Linked DNA regions of Astyanax mexicanus: region 1 is linked to region 2. A link is a contact called in public Hi-C data. All regions are on one chromosome and are shown on one strand. Each heading gives the region's core, a stretch centred on a gene start, on an enhancer-like site or on the middle of the called end of the contact. The rest is flanking DNA. Distances are from core to core; before and after follow the strand shown.

Region 1 (6,430 bases), core at 1,783-4,282, 61 kb before region 2:
ATTGGTTGATCGATGTAAGACACCCCCATACTCCATTATCATATAAGGACAAGGAAATACAGAAATAAATCAGGAAATAAATGAATGCAGAAAAAAAAATTGGGAAGTAAATTATTGCAGACAATAAATAAATAAATTAAACAATGTTAATAAAGAAACCCATAAATAAATTATTAAGATATTTAGCACTGATAAGCATGGTGGTGGTGTATGAGGTGTTAGTGTGTGTTTTGCTGGTACAAGTGGATCAGATAACAGCGGTGCTGCTGGAGTTTATAAACACATCTTATAGAGTTATTGATGGACTAAATTTAGGTAGCCCTCTCCGCGAACAATAAATGCATCTATAGCTTTAATCAGTAAAGATACAGATACTGCATATTAGATAGAGATACTGATATTGCATACAAAAACACACAAATGTTTGCAATCATACTGTACTAGGGCTGAATATTATATCATACTTTTATCAAAACCACATTATCAGTTTTCACGATAAACACATTGAAAGAGCTGCAATAACATCATGAATAACAGAAACTCAAACTCTGCATACGTGACATGACGAGACTGGAGGTAGAGTAAGGAAGAGCTTCACAGTAAATGCACTGACCAAATTAATTTCTTGGTCCTTTTAGAAAAACCTCAGTCCAAATGCCTCTGAATCTCTCGGTTTGCTTACAAATGCATGTTCACAGCGGTCCATGAAGGGGGCACTAAAAGCATGATTTGTATTTACAGCAGTGAAGTAAAAGTGAAATACTCCCCACAGTGCAGAAGAAGCCCAGAAGCTACCAAATGCTAACTAATACCAATTCCTGCATAATTCTTTAAACTTTATTATTTTAGCAACTAGAGTGAATTAAAGGCGTAAAGAAAAACATGTGTGCTGGGATACCTGGTCGTGGTACTGGCTGCTGCTGCTGACTGCACCGCAGGGGGCAGGCACGGCTGTGGGCCGCTCCAGGGGGCAGCTGGGCTCAGGGAAGGCCAGAGAGGAGGGGGTAGGAGCTGTGTGGTGGTGATGGTGGTGAAAGTGGTGCGAGTGGCTGTGGGAGTGAGGAGCAGCGGGCTGCTGTGAACCAGGCTGCTGCGTCGGTCCAGCTTGCATGCACCCTGAGTGGGAGTGACCCAGGGAGAGATGCCCTGAGGAGGGTCCACTGCAGGGCGAGTGCTGTGGGCAGCAGGACGGCAGCCGAGGCATCGCTACACCTCCACTTTCACTTGATGAACCTCTCCTACCGTCTTCTGAGGAGAAACAGATAAAATACATAAGTACTTAAACACAGAGAATTGCTCAAAATTGCTGCCAGTAATTAAGATTTTAAGATCACTAGATTTAGATAGAATTTACTTCATACTTAATTCTGCATCGAGTCAATGCTAGTAGTTTTTATACTGTGATTAATTACTGGTGTAAAATGGACTTTGGGTGTAGTAAAACATGATAAAAAGTACTTACTTTTGTTAAATAGCCCACCTCAACTCTCACACAGCTTTCTGAGACACAGTAATTTTGTGCTTTTTGCCCAGCACTCTGTACAACGGCCTTATCACAAATTGCTTTTTACACTGTTATCCAGGCTCAAAGTAGCTCCACACCTCCTTGGAAGCATCCGGAGAGCCCTGACACTTAAATCTAGGCATTAATAAATGTAAAAGTGCACAAAAAGTTTATTAAAAAAATCACTGTTTACATCTTCTAGCGCTTTTTTGTAGCTCTGGGCGTTGCCATCACTGTACTGCTAGACTCGGCTATGCGGAGTCTATGTATATATGTCTGTCATTAGCAGTACAGTGAAGGTGGCGCCCAGAGCTACAAAGAAGCTCTATGCGATGTAAACAGGGTTTTTTAATAAGCTTTGTGTACACTTTTAAAGTTATTAATGTCTCGTTTTAAATGTCGGAGCTCTCCGAATTCTACCAAAGAGGTGTGGAGCTACTTTGAGCTGGATAATGGTGTAAAAAGCGATGTACTGGGTTGTACAGAGTGCTGGGCAAAAAGCATAAAATTACTGGATCTCAGAAAGCTGTAGGAGAGTGGAGGTGGGCTATTTCTCAAAGGTAAGTACTTTTTATCATGTTTTACTACACCCAAAAGTCCATTTTATAGTCCTTTAAGACTTAGGCTTTTAATAACAAACACAAGCAAAAAGGTTATGATGAAACTGGCCCTCATCAGGACGGCCCCAGGAAAAAAAAAAGTTATCTCTGTGGAACAGGGTTAGTTCATCAAAGTGTAAACCGCAAGTTAACGTATTTTGGTTTGTTTAACACTTTTAAAAGTTACTACATGATTCCTTGTGTGTTCATTTAAAATACAGTATAGTATTCATGCCAAAATGTTAGGGTACAATGCACATATGCACTATTATGGTAAATATTGTAATTTTAAGCTGGAGGTATTGTTGGAAATGTAGTGGTCTTTGGAGTATTGCTATGGTCACCTTATACATTCACCATCATTCTGCTGAACTACAGAATTATAATTGCACTTTATTTACATGTTCACTCTTTTGCATATTTGTTTTTTTCCTTTTTACATTATTTTAAAATAAGATGCTTAATTTTACTCTAAGAGAATATTTATGATATTGATGCAGTTAGTAGTCAATGTCATGCAAAAACCTCTCTAGTCTAAAGCACTGATTGGCTGTCAGTGTTTGGGAACTTAAGACCTCTTCTTTGCAAAGTAAATTATGCAACTATTTAATTTACTTCAAGTTTACAGGACATCATCAATAAAGTTCAGAAAGTGGCATTTCTGTAACATGCATTAAATTCATTACTCCTATTTTCTAACTCAGTTTAATGCAAGTGTGTGATGAATGGGTTAAACTGGTGTGGGGAAAACTGTTCATTAGTTTTTAGGCCAAATCATCAAGTTAATAGGTCTGACTTAATGAAAGAGCAATGAGCTCTGGTGCATTTCTATCAAGCCCAAGAAGCCGGCAGCTGTAAACAGCTGAGTGTCCAGTTCCAGCAGACTGTTCTCACCCTCGGTGGCAGTGGCAGAGGTGGTGCTGAGCCCTGGAGCCCCACCGTGGGCCTGGGCCTCCAGCGTGCTGTCAGGGGCCGTAGCAGGACAGCTTCCAGAGGGTCCTGGGGCCTCCTGGTGCGGCTCTGAGGTAGAGGCGTGGAGGGAGGAGGAGGAGGAGATGGAGGAGCTGGCAGGCTGTGAGTGGATGCTGTCAGAAGTGGTTGGCACGACTGAGAGATCTGCGAAAACACCAAAACAGACAGAAGATAAGAATGAGTGATGTGTGTTTCGAGCCAGATGTTTGCGATTATGTCTCTAATTTGTGTGTGTGTGTGTGTGCTTGTTTATGGACATTCTCAGGACAAACAAGTTCTAAATTTGTGAGAAAACCAAAGATAAACAAAGCTAAACTATTTCTAGTTAGCCTTAATACATTTAGACTCCTTTCACACCTAAAGTGTTTGGTCTGGAGTTTTGGCCTTTTTAGTTTGATCCGAACCCAAAAGGCAGTGTGCAAAAGTACCAAAATATTCAAATTGCACTGTCTGAATTCCATTAATTATCAAAAGTTTACTGCTCTATTAAAGAGTGCAACTGCATAATTAGGCTATTATCTGTATGTCAGTGGGATAAATTAGACCAAAAGAGGTGGTCTCAGTCCAGGTTAAATAAAACATGGTCTGGTTTGACTGCAGATGTTTACAGGACAATTACCGGAATTTAAGATTTTAAAGATAATTTTTTTTCAGTTTGCCACTTTTTCGACTATTAATAATAATTAATAAAATTAATAAATATAAATGTATTTACAAAGAGAAACACAGAAAACCTTTTGGTAAGCAAATAAACGCTAAGGCGTCTAACAAACTGTAAGGTTACTACTATCTTAGACTTTTACAAATAGTTTACCAGTTTGTAAAAAATATATTAAATTTTATGTTCATTCGAATTATTTTGATTGTCAAATATTACATCAACCAATAATAGCTATCATGACATGCCATCAAAGCATAATAGTATAAAACACATTCTGGTTTATTTAACAAGGAACTGACTAAAGACTTGTGTCTTCAAAATAAATTATTAACCAAAAACACAATGCTAATGCTGCAATGTGTCCAAACTTTTGATGCACAGGACATGCCCAGTGTCCCTTACACTGAACAAAAACAAGTGGGCGTGTTTGAGACTTGCTTCAGTGACCGAGCGTCCCGGGAGAATTGCTGCTCATTAACATTCCAGAGTGAGCATTCCATCTGCTTTTCATATTCACAAATTAATTTCTCTCTCCCTCAAAAGAAATGCAAATTCAAGCATATCTCTGAGCTCTCTCTGTTTCATCCCTCATAGCCACACACACACACACACACACACACACACACACACAGCAAATCTAAGTGATGAAAATGAGTTTTCTTTTATAATCCTTAGAAATAGAGTAGATTTTGGGGATAACTAACACACACACACGTGCAGTCTACATACCCACACACACTCTACATACCCACACAATCACACACACACACACACAAAACCACCTTTATCCAGAGTGGCAGTTTAATTGGTTTCAATAGCAGAGCTCATTGTGTCTCAGTAAGCTCAGAGGAAGCTTGCATAACAGACAGACTTCATTATGCAGCCTGCAAATGAAATTAGGAATACACACAATTATACACCCGGCACATCAAAGAGCGGCTCCGAATGCAGTGCACACCGCCAGCCTGCGACCGACACTGCAGCTGCAGAGGCTATTTATACCCAAGCCCTTGATTAAAAGATATAGATTAATCATTATTAATGGTGCCTGTGCGCAAGCAAGCAGTGTGGAGTGTATGAATGGTCATGACTGAACAACACTAATTGAATTTTCCAGACTCGTTCCTCCTCCTCCTCCTCGTTTTCTCCCTCTCTCCCTCGCTCATACACTCTGAGGTGCCGCCTTTAGCTCAGGAAGAGATGTTCAGAGTGCTCACAGCCAAAACTGAGAAGATCTGATGTGACGTCTAATATTTCCCAAACCCACGCAGTGTTGAACTGCATGATCCAACAGCAGTCTACTGAAATCGGTCAAATCGCGTACGCCCGGGGAGCCTCATTATGGGACTGTGCGATGAAGAAGCGTCTGATCTAATGCTGACAGAAAAAGTTAAATTGTCCCTGTGGTAAATTTAGAAAATTACACAAAGGATTATAGAGAATATTCACTGAAATCATTCACTTAATGTCCAAATTTTTGTGGAAGCCCCTTTTAATGAATGTATTTAGCTACTTTAAGATGCATCCACTGCTGTAGAGATTCTGAAAAGAGTGATTCTACTGTGATACTCTATATATTGCAAGACATTTTGCTCCGGTACTTCATGTCATCTGTGTTACTGAAGAGGATAAAATATTTTAAATAGACAACCAACATATATATATATTTTTTACCAGGTTTACCCTATTCATTTGATTAGCGAAACCATGTGGAGTAGTAAAGCAGTAACTTTATGTCTAACTGGGAGGTAAGTCTTAAAGAGTTTAGAGCAAATATGTTTCAATGAGAATTATTGGGGCTGTCACGTTTTCGATAAATCGATTGAAATTATGTCATGGTCTCGAGCCTCGAAGTCAAAAAGAGGATCAACGATCCCTCCCTCTAAGCTAGGCAAGAATGCGTGCTACGCAAATGGTGCACACTGTAGCCGAATCGAACCGAGACCCTAAAATCGGAAATAAAATCGAATCGAAGATTTAGAGAATCGTGACAGCCCTAATGAGGATATACATATTTGACACCAGATACCGATAATGTATCACAAATGATAAAATAATACAATATATATACAGCTATGGAAAAACTGAAGAGACCACTGAAGTTTCTCTGATTTTGTTATTTATAGGTAAACGTTTGAGTAAAATAAACATTGTTGCTTTATTTTAACTAAGGAGCCAAATTCCAAATAAAAATATTCTCATTTAGAGCATTTATTTGCAGAAAATGAAAATAGCTGAAATAACAAAAAAAGATGCAGAGCTTTCAGACCTCAAATAATGTAAAGAAAACAAGTTTATATTCATAAAGTTTTAGATCAGAAATCAATATTTGGTGGAATAACCCTGGTTTTTAATCACAGTTTTTTTCATGCATCTTGGCAGCATGTTCTCCTCCACAAGTCTTATACACTTCTTTTGGATAACTTTATCCCTTTACTCCTGGTGCAAAAATTCAAGCAGTTCAGTTTGGTTTGATGGCTTGTAATCATCCACCTTCATTTTGATTATATTCCAGAGGTTTTCAATTTGGTAAAATTAAAGAAAATCAATTTTAAGTGGTCTCTTAATTTTTTAGGAGTTGTATATTGTCTGATGTGGAGCAAATAAACATTAAGCTAGGGTAATTTTACCCATATTAATTACTTTAGGAGGGGCATAAAAAATATAAAAATAAATAAAAGCTAAGAAAATGGG
Region 2 (6,407 bases), core at 1,993-4,492:
CCAACCCACTCATTAGGACTCCCCCTATCACTAGTGATACAACACACCAGGAGGTTGAAGACCAGAACATGCCTCCTCCGACACATGTAATGTCAGACTCAGCCTCTCTTTAAGCTGCTGCTGATGCAACATTGCAGAGTAGCATCAGAGCACGCTCAGAGGAAAGCGCAGCGACTCGGTTCTGATACATCAGCTCACAGAAGCCTTCTGCTGAGCGACATCACAGTAGGACTGATGAGGGGAAAGTGCGCCATCTAACCACCCGAAGAGGGCACGGCCAATTGTGCTCTCTCAGGGCTTCGGCAGCTGATGGCAAACTACACGAACAGGATTCGATCTTCTGATCATAGTGGGACCACTCGCAGCCCCAGGGTCAGTCTATAGTTAACTTTAGCTCCCTGTTACCAGGAAATCATAATAGACAATAAAATTATAATAAACAATAATTAATTGAATTATTGTTGCTTAACCCTTACTCCCTTTTGAAATGATACAATACCATAAATGTAGTCCACCAGTCATGGGTTACTGAAATTTGCCACACGTCTGCATCAAACAGACTGGCTGGGTAGCCTGCAGAGAACCACTACTAGCTGCTGCTGAACACTCGAAAACAAGGGATACCAAAGATACTAGGCCTAATATAAGTATATCGCCATCAATCCTCTGCATCCTATAACCCATAGTGACAAACTGAAAATATATATTTTTTTATTTTAACAAATGTATTAAAATGGAAAAATATTGCATCAACATAAGTATATATATATATATATATATATATATATATATATATATATATATATATATATATATATGTAGTATATATATGTAGTGTATGTGTGTGTGTGTGTGTGTGTGTGTGTCATTTATATATGTAATGGAGAAACAAAAAGTGGGCAGTCTCTTCATAAACCAGCTCTGTTTAAAGCATTTGCAAAGAACATTGTTTAAACTTATGTATACACACACACATACATAAGTATGTACTGTATAGACTGTAAATTAAATGGTCAGTGTTGTAATCCAGGCTATAACCCACTTACAACATCAGTTCTTTTGCGCCCTCTAGTGGGATAATCACACCCAAAATTTATTTAGAAATATAAAAAGGTGTTCTTCCTTTTATAGTCACACACAGCAAAGAAACGTTGCATTATATGTAGCATATAATAATAATAATAATAATAATAATAATAATAATAATAATAATAATAATAATAATAATAATAATAATAATAATACATTTTATTTACCTACCAGATGTAAATTATAAAATGTTGGTAGTATTCACAGTGAATAAGGAAACATAAATCAACGAAAAGAACATAAAAGAACATAAAGAACAAAATGAGAAAAACGAAAAATATTCTAACATTTAATTTTACGCAAAGAATGTGCAGTTTAAAGAAAACGTATGTTTATTTGTTATTTTTTTTGTTTGAATTATAAATTAGCAAAATGCTAACAGTCGTGCTGATCCTCACCTCTTTCAATCACAGCCAGAGTTAAAAGATACCCCAAATATAAGTTAAACAAAGATAACAGTGAAGCACTGAGCTCGGATTTTCGACGGCTTTTATTTTGAAAGGTTGCAAAATCATTCAGTAAGCAAGACGTGCTGCACGGCGGCTCAGATCAAAGCAGAGAGTCTCTAAAGAGGAGAATACCCACTGCTAGGGTTTGTGGGCCACCTGATGAGTCTGAAATGAATAGGTTCGTATTGAGCAACTGAGCAAAATCAGAGTTTATAAATATACGTATTTGTTCATTTTTATAGAGAACATGTACAAATTTCATTAATACAGAGCTATATCAGATATTTCAGTACCGCAGACATAATTATTAAAACTTTCAAACTATATTTATAAAGTCTTAAGACTCATGCTAAGCAATGCTAGCGTCTCTGTTGTTCAATAACCGTTTGCTTTAGAAAAAGAGAAAAATACAGGTAAGGATTTTTGGCTTTTTTAAATGAAACACTTCAGTCTGCTTTCTATATATATAATAAATATCGTGTAAAATCAGTTGAATGGTATTTTAAATTTGAGTTATTAGCGTTTAGCTCCATGTACCTAATTACTTGAGGGCTCGCTCGCGGCTTTCTCTAGCGGTGGTTTGCAGTCATTTTTGATCGAACGGGGAAACAAAAAGTGGGCCGTCTCTTCATAAACCAGCTCTCTTCAAAGCATTTTTAAGGAACAAGGAAACAAAAACAACAAAGAGAACAAATGAAATAAAAGCATGGACCAGGGAAATAAATTAAATAATATTAAAAATGTTCATTTAAAATGCATTTGAATTATGTATTAACTGTACAATTATATAAAATCAGCGTTGCTAAATGATTACAAATTCATATATAAGCTGTTAAGAATTTAAGAATTTCCCCTCGGGGATCAATAAAGTATCTATCTATCATCTTAACAAAATACTTGGATCGTGACCTATTTCAGTCAGGTTTCACAGCCAATATCAAATTATACAGCAAATATAAACACTTCCTTTTTAATATAATAGAGAGAGTATAGATGTAAAGACAAAGCATAAAGTATAACTAATGCAAATTTGATTAAGATAAGTAAATGTTAGCCTAGTCTTGGACAGCACAGCATTTTGAATGGTTATTTTCCATTAACAGAAAAATATTGTCTATGACTAGGCTTAAATCCCTATTTAGGAATCTTGCACAAGAAAATCGAATAATAACAATAATAATAATAATAATAATAATAATAATAATAATAATAATAATAATAATAATAATAATAATAACAACAACAACAAAAACAAACAACAGCAACAACGATAATAATAATAATTAATAGTTTATAGCACATTTCATACATTATACATGCAGCTTAAAGTGCAGAATTAAAACAGAATATAAAAAAGGAATGCATATACATAATTCAGCAGTAAAAAAAAAAGAAAATAAAAAATAAGGTACGAGTTAAAATAATAGAAGACAGGGCAGATCACTCAATTCAAAGGGAAATAGAATAAGTAAAATCATAAAATTGAGAAATTAGAATCATATATATAAAATACATATAAGCAGATATTTTCCTCAACATTTTCGACCGCGTTTATTTTGACAGTGGACACAATCATTCAGTAAGCAAGACGTGCTGCTTGGTAACCAATGACATGTATGTATTTAATAACGCCCTGTCCAATCAGAGCACGAGCAGCAGCGCTTGGTAGCCAATCAGAGCGCAGAGAGCGGTATTTGAATGGTCGGTGTTGGGCTTTGTGTTGTACAGTTTCGGGGCTTTAACGCGGTGGAGAGCGGAACTGAAGCGCAGATCAGCGGAGAATTTCAGCTTTTTAATCTTTTTACAAACAGTTTAAACAGTCCTTAACCTGCCGGCATGGATATGCGCGCTGTTGTGAGTATTATTCAGTGTGTTAATGGTAGTTTTATTAGTGTGTATCTGTGTTTGTATGGTGTTTGTTTGGCTGCGGTGGTTGGTACTGTAGTAACTGGGGGTTCTTTTCTGTTTTAACGAGTTAAATAAAGGTTATTTACTATAATAATCCAGTAACGTGATGTTTTATAGAGTAACGTGGTTTTAGTTTGGGTTAATTGCAGGCTTTTTTCTAAGCTGAAATGCCAAGTGTTTAGATGTTAGCTAGCTACCTTGGCTAGGTAACGCAACAGTTCCCTGCTGTGTTATCATCTCGTGGCCGCCATTTACATAGCTTAGTCGAGTACGGACCTTGACCTAGAGTTTTTTTTTTTTTGTGTGCTGTAGTTAGTCAAACGTTAAGTATCAACACAAGATAATAAATGAGTGGCTAAATTATGGGAGGAAATAAGAAATTAGCAAGGTTTCCTGTACTAAGTGTAAAAGTACTTAAATGCAATCACTTTCAAATTGGGCCATGAAAAGGAAAATATGCAACACTTTTCCAAGGGTTGCAAATGCTCAAGTAAGTTAATTGTCCTTTTGTGCTTATCTAATGATACGTTTGATTTCTACCATTTTGTTCAAAATTTGTTACACCAAATTTGTTTTTCTTGCTAACTGGATTGTGGTTAATTCTGCTTATCTGAAACACAAGCAATAAGAGATGTAGTTAACATGCGTGTAGTTACCATTTAACATGGCAAACAATAAATTACTACAATCTGCTTTAAGTTATATTCACAATATCCCGAGCTGTGAACTTTCTATAATTCTATTCTATGTAGTTTCTATATTGGTGCCACTCTCTGCTTCTCCCAAGTAACTTATATGTTGCTTTGGGCCTGTGTACATTTTTATTGCAAATGTCTTGCACAAGACATAATTTTGTCTCTGTAGCCAAAGTGTTTTTTGCTTTTTGGTAAATTAAATGCAAGGGCTTTTGAAGACTTGCAACGGTGAAGTGGCTAGCTGCTGTTGGACACTAATCTTTGGTAGACTTGCTGGTTGTTTATATCGCGTAGAGGAGGACTCTGTATACTTGTTTTTAGGGGACCCTTTTGTATCCTTATTTTTAAAAAATATGCTTTGTTTTTTCCAGTATTGCAATGCAGAGAACCCAGCACCAATGGGTGGCAAGGCTGGAGTTCCAAATGCTGGAGGAAGGCGGGCAGTCCTGAGTGAGCTTTCCAACTTTGCTGACAAACCTGTGAAGACCACGGTAACGGCTCTCTGTACTCCTGAAGTGCTTGATTTAACCAAACTAACAATTTAAGCTGAAGAATAGAATCTGGGTAAAGGTTTGAGTACCAGGTTCTTACAAGGTCCTGGTTTTGGGGACTTTCTGCAGTTTATGGACTGTCCTGCAATTCAATAGATCAATTTAAGAACTCCTGTCCTCATTTATTTTATTAAATTGATTTAATGTCCTTGCAGGTGTCCCAACAAGGCACACTTTCCTTAGCCTTCAAATTGTTCATGAATTTACCTCAGCAGTGCTGACCAAGTCACATGTGACCAATTAAACTAAGGAAAACAGTCTTTAAGTGGCTCAGCTTGTTACTAATGTAGCTCTGTACAGCTTGTAACTGCTTTCAGTAGAAGGCAGGTTATCGGTGTACGGACTCTCTCTACAAAGTGTGAAATGAGGTTTATAAATGCTTTATCATACACCCTGCAATGCACTGCTGCAGGGAACATCCAAGTTTTATATTTGGGTATTTTAATACAGTTTGGGAAATTTCACTACCAGATTGTGTACCCTTAATATTATGCTCTCAGCTGAACTGAGTGGCATGGTGGTATAAATGAGCACCACATGCATGATGGTAGATATGGTGCTTTTGTTATGTCTCCCTGCATTGCAGCTTTAATTAACTAATGATTGTTCCTGTATCTCCAGTTTAGTACCATTTAACCCTCATCTCCTGCTGTTGTGCCTTATCCCTACAGAAAGGCTTGAAGTCTGCAGCTCAGCCAGCTGCTGTGCAGCCTAAACGTGCTCCGGTGGTGCCAGAGGTCTGCCCTCGTCCAGTTCCTGCTGTTCCTCCAATCCAAGCTGATGTCTCGATGAGGGAGGAAGATGACCTCTGCCAGGCCTTTTCAGATGCGCTCTGTCCAATTGAGGATATCGACAAGGGAGATGCTGAAATTCCTCAGCTGTGTTCTGAATATGTGAAGGACATCTACGTGTACCTCCGAAGCCTTGAGGTTTGTCTACTCAGTGCCAGCTAAAGGAACTTTTTTGACTTGCCCCATGTCATGAGCACTTACTAGTATGGGTGTAATGATGCCATTGAGCATCCTGTTAATATCTTGCATTTATTACCCTCAACTTAAGTTTCTTGGCTGTGCACTGACCCCTGTGTTTATTTCAGGCCCAGCAGTCAATCAGACCAAGGTACATGGATGGCTATGAGATCAACGAGCGCATGCGTGCTCTTCTGGTTGACTGGCTCATCCAGGTGCACTCCAGGTTCCAGCTGCTTCAGGAGACCCTGTACATGACTGTGGCCATCCTTGATCGATTCCTTCAGGTGAGGATTGAATCTGCCATTAATTGGTGCTCATCAATGCGCTGCTGCTAATCTGGTCACAACCTAATTCCACGTATATTGTGTACACAGGTCCAGCCAGTGTCTCGAAAGAAACTGCAGCTAGCTGGGGTCACAGCCATGCTGCTTGCTTCCAAATATGAAGAGATGTTTGTTCCAGAGGTCGGAGACTTTGCCTACATCACAGATAACGCCTTCACAAAACCCCAGATCCGTGAAATGGAGATGATCATCCTCAGGGAGCTCAACTTTGAGCTTGGTCGCCCTTTGCCTCTTCACTTCCTCAGGAGGGCTTCAAAAGCTGGAAATGTGAGTATTCTGTCTGAAGTTAACTTACTACCAGTGACTGTTTATGTTGACTGTGACCTGCCAATGCACAGTTCATGTCGAAGTGGTCCAAAAACAAGACTCTTATTCCAATGCTGCAGCAGGTGGGTGCTGG

What was found. A called contact is a pair of places that touch in the nucleus more often than the background predicts.
Region 1: a contact with region 2 is called in a Hi-C map of muscle, with 16 times the contacts expected there. The contact joins the enhancer-like site here to the promoter of ccnb2 in region 2. A contact is called at or near these places in 2 of 3 Hi-C or Micro-C datasets (both in muscle).

What each region holds. Positions count from the first base shown.
Region 1 is chr23:31,037,758-31,044,187 of AstMex3_surface, reverse strand. rnf111 (ring finger protein 111) reads right to left here. Exons shown (of 15, transcript XM_049471130.1): 5 at 2,998-3,219; 6 at 899-1,245. Among protein-coding and RNA genes, the nearest start is that of LOC111195059, 47 kb to the left of the region's middle. Within about 2 kb of position 3,032, the one cell type or tissue checked has an H3K27ac peak away from gene starts, as active enhancers do.
Region 2 is chr23:30,977,423-30,983,829 of AstMex3_surface, reverse strand. ccnb2 (cyclin B2) reads left to right here and starts at 3,242. Exons shown (of 8, transcript XM_015607226.3): 1 at 3,242-3,392; 2 at 4,513-4,632; 3 at 5,364-5,621; 4 at 5,789-5,947; 5 at 6,038-6,274. The coding sequence starts at 3,375.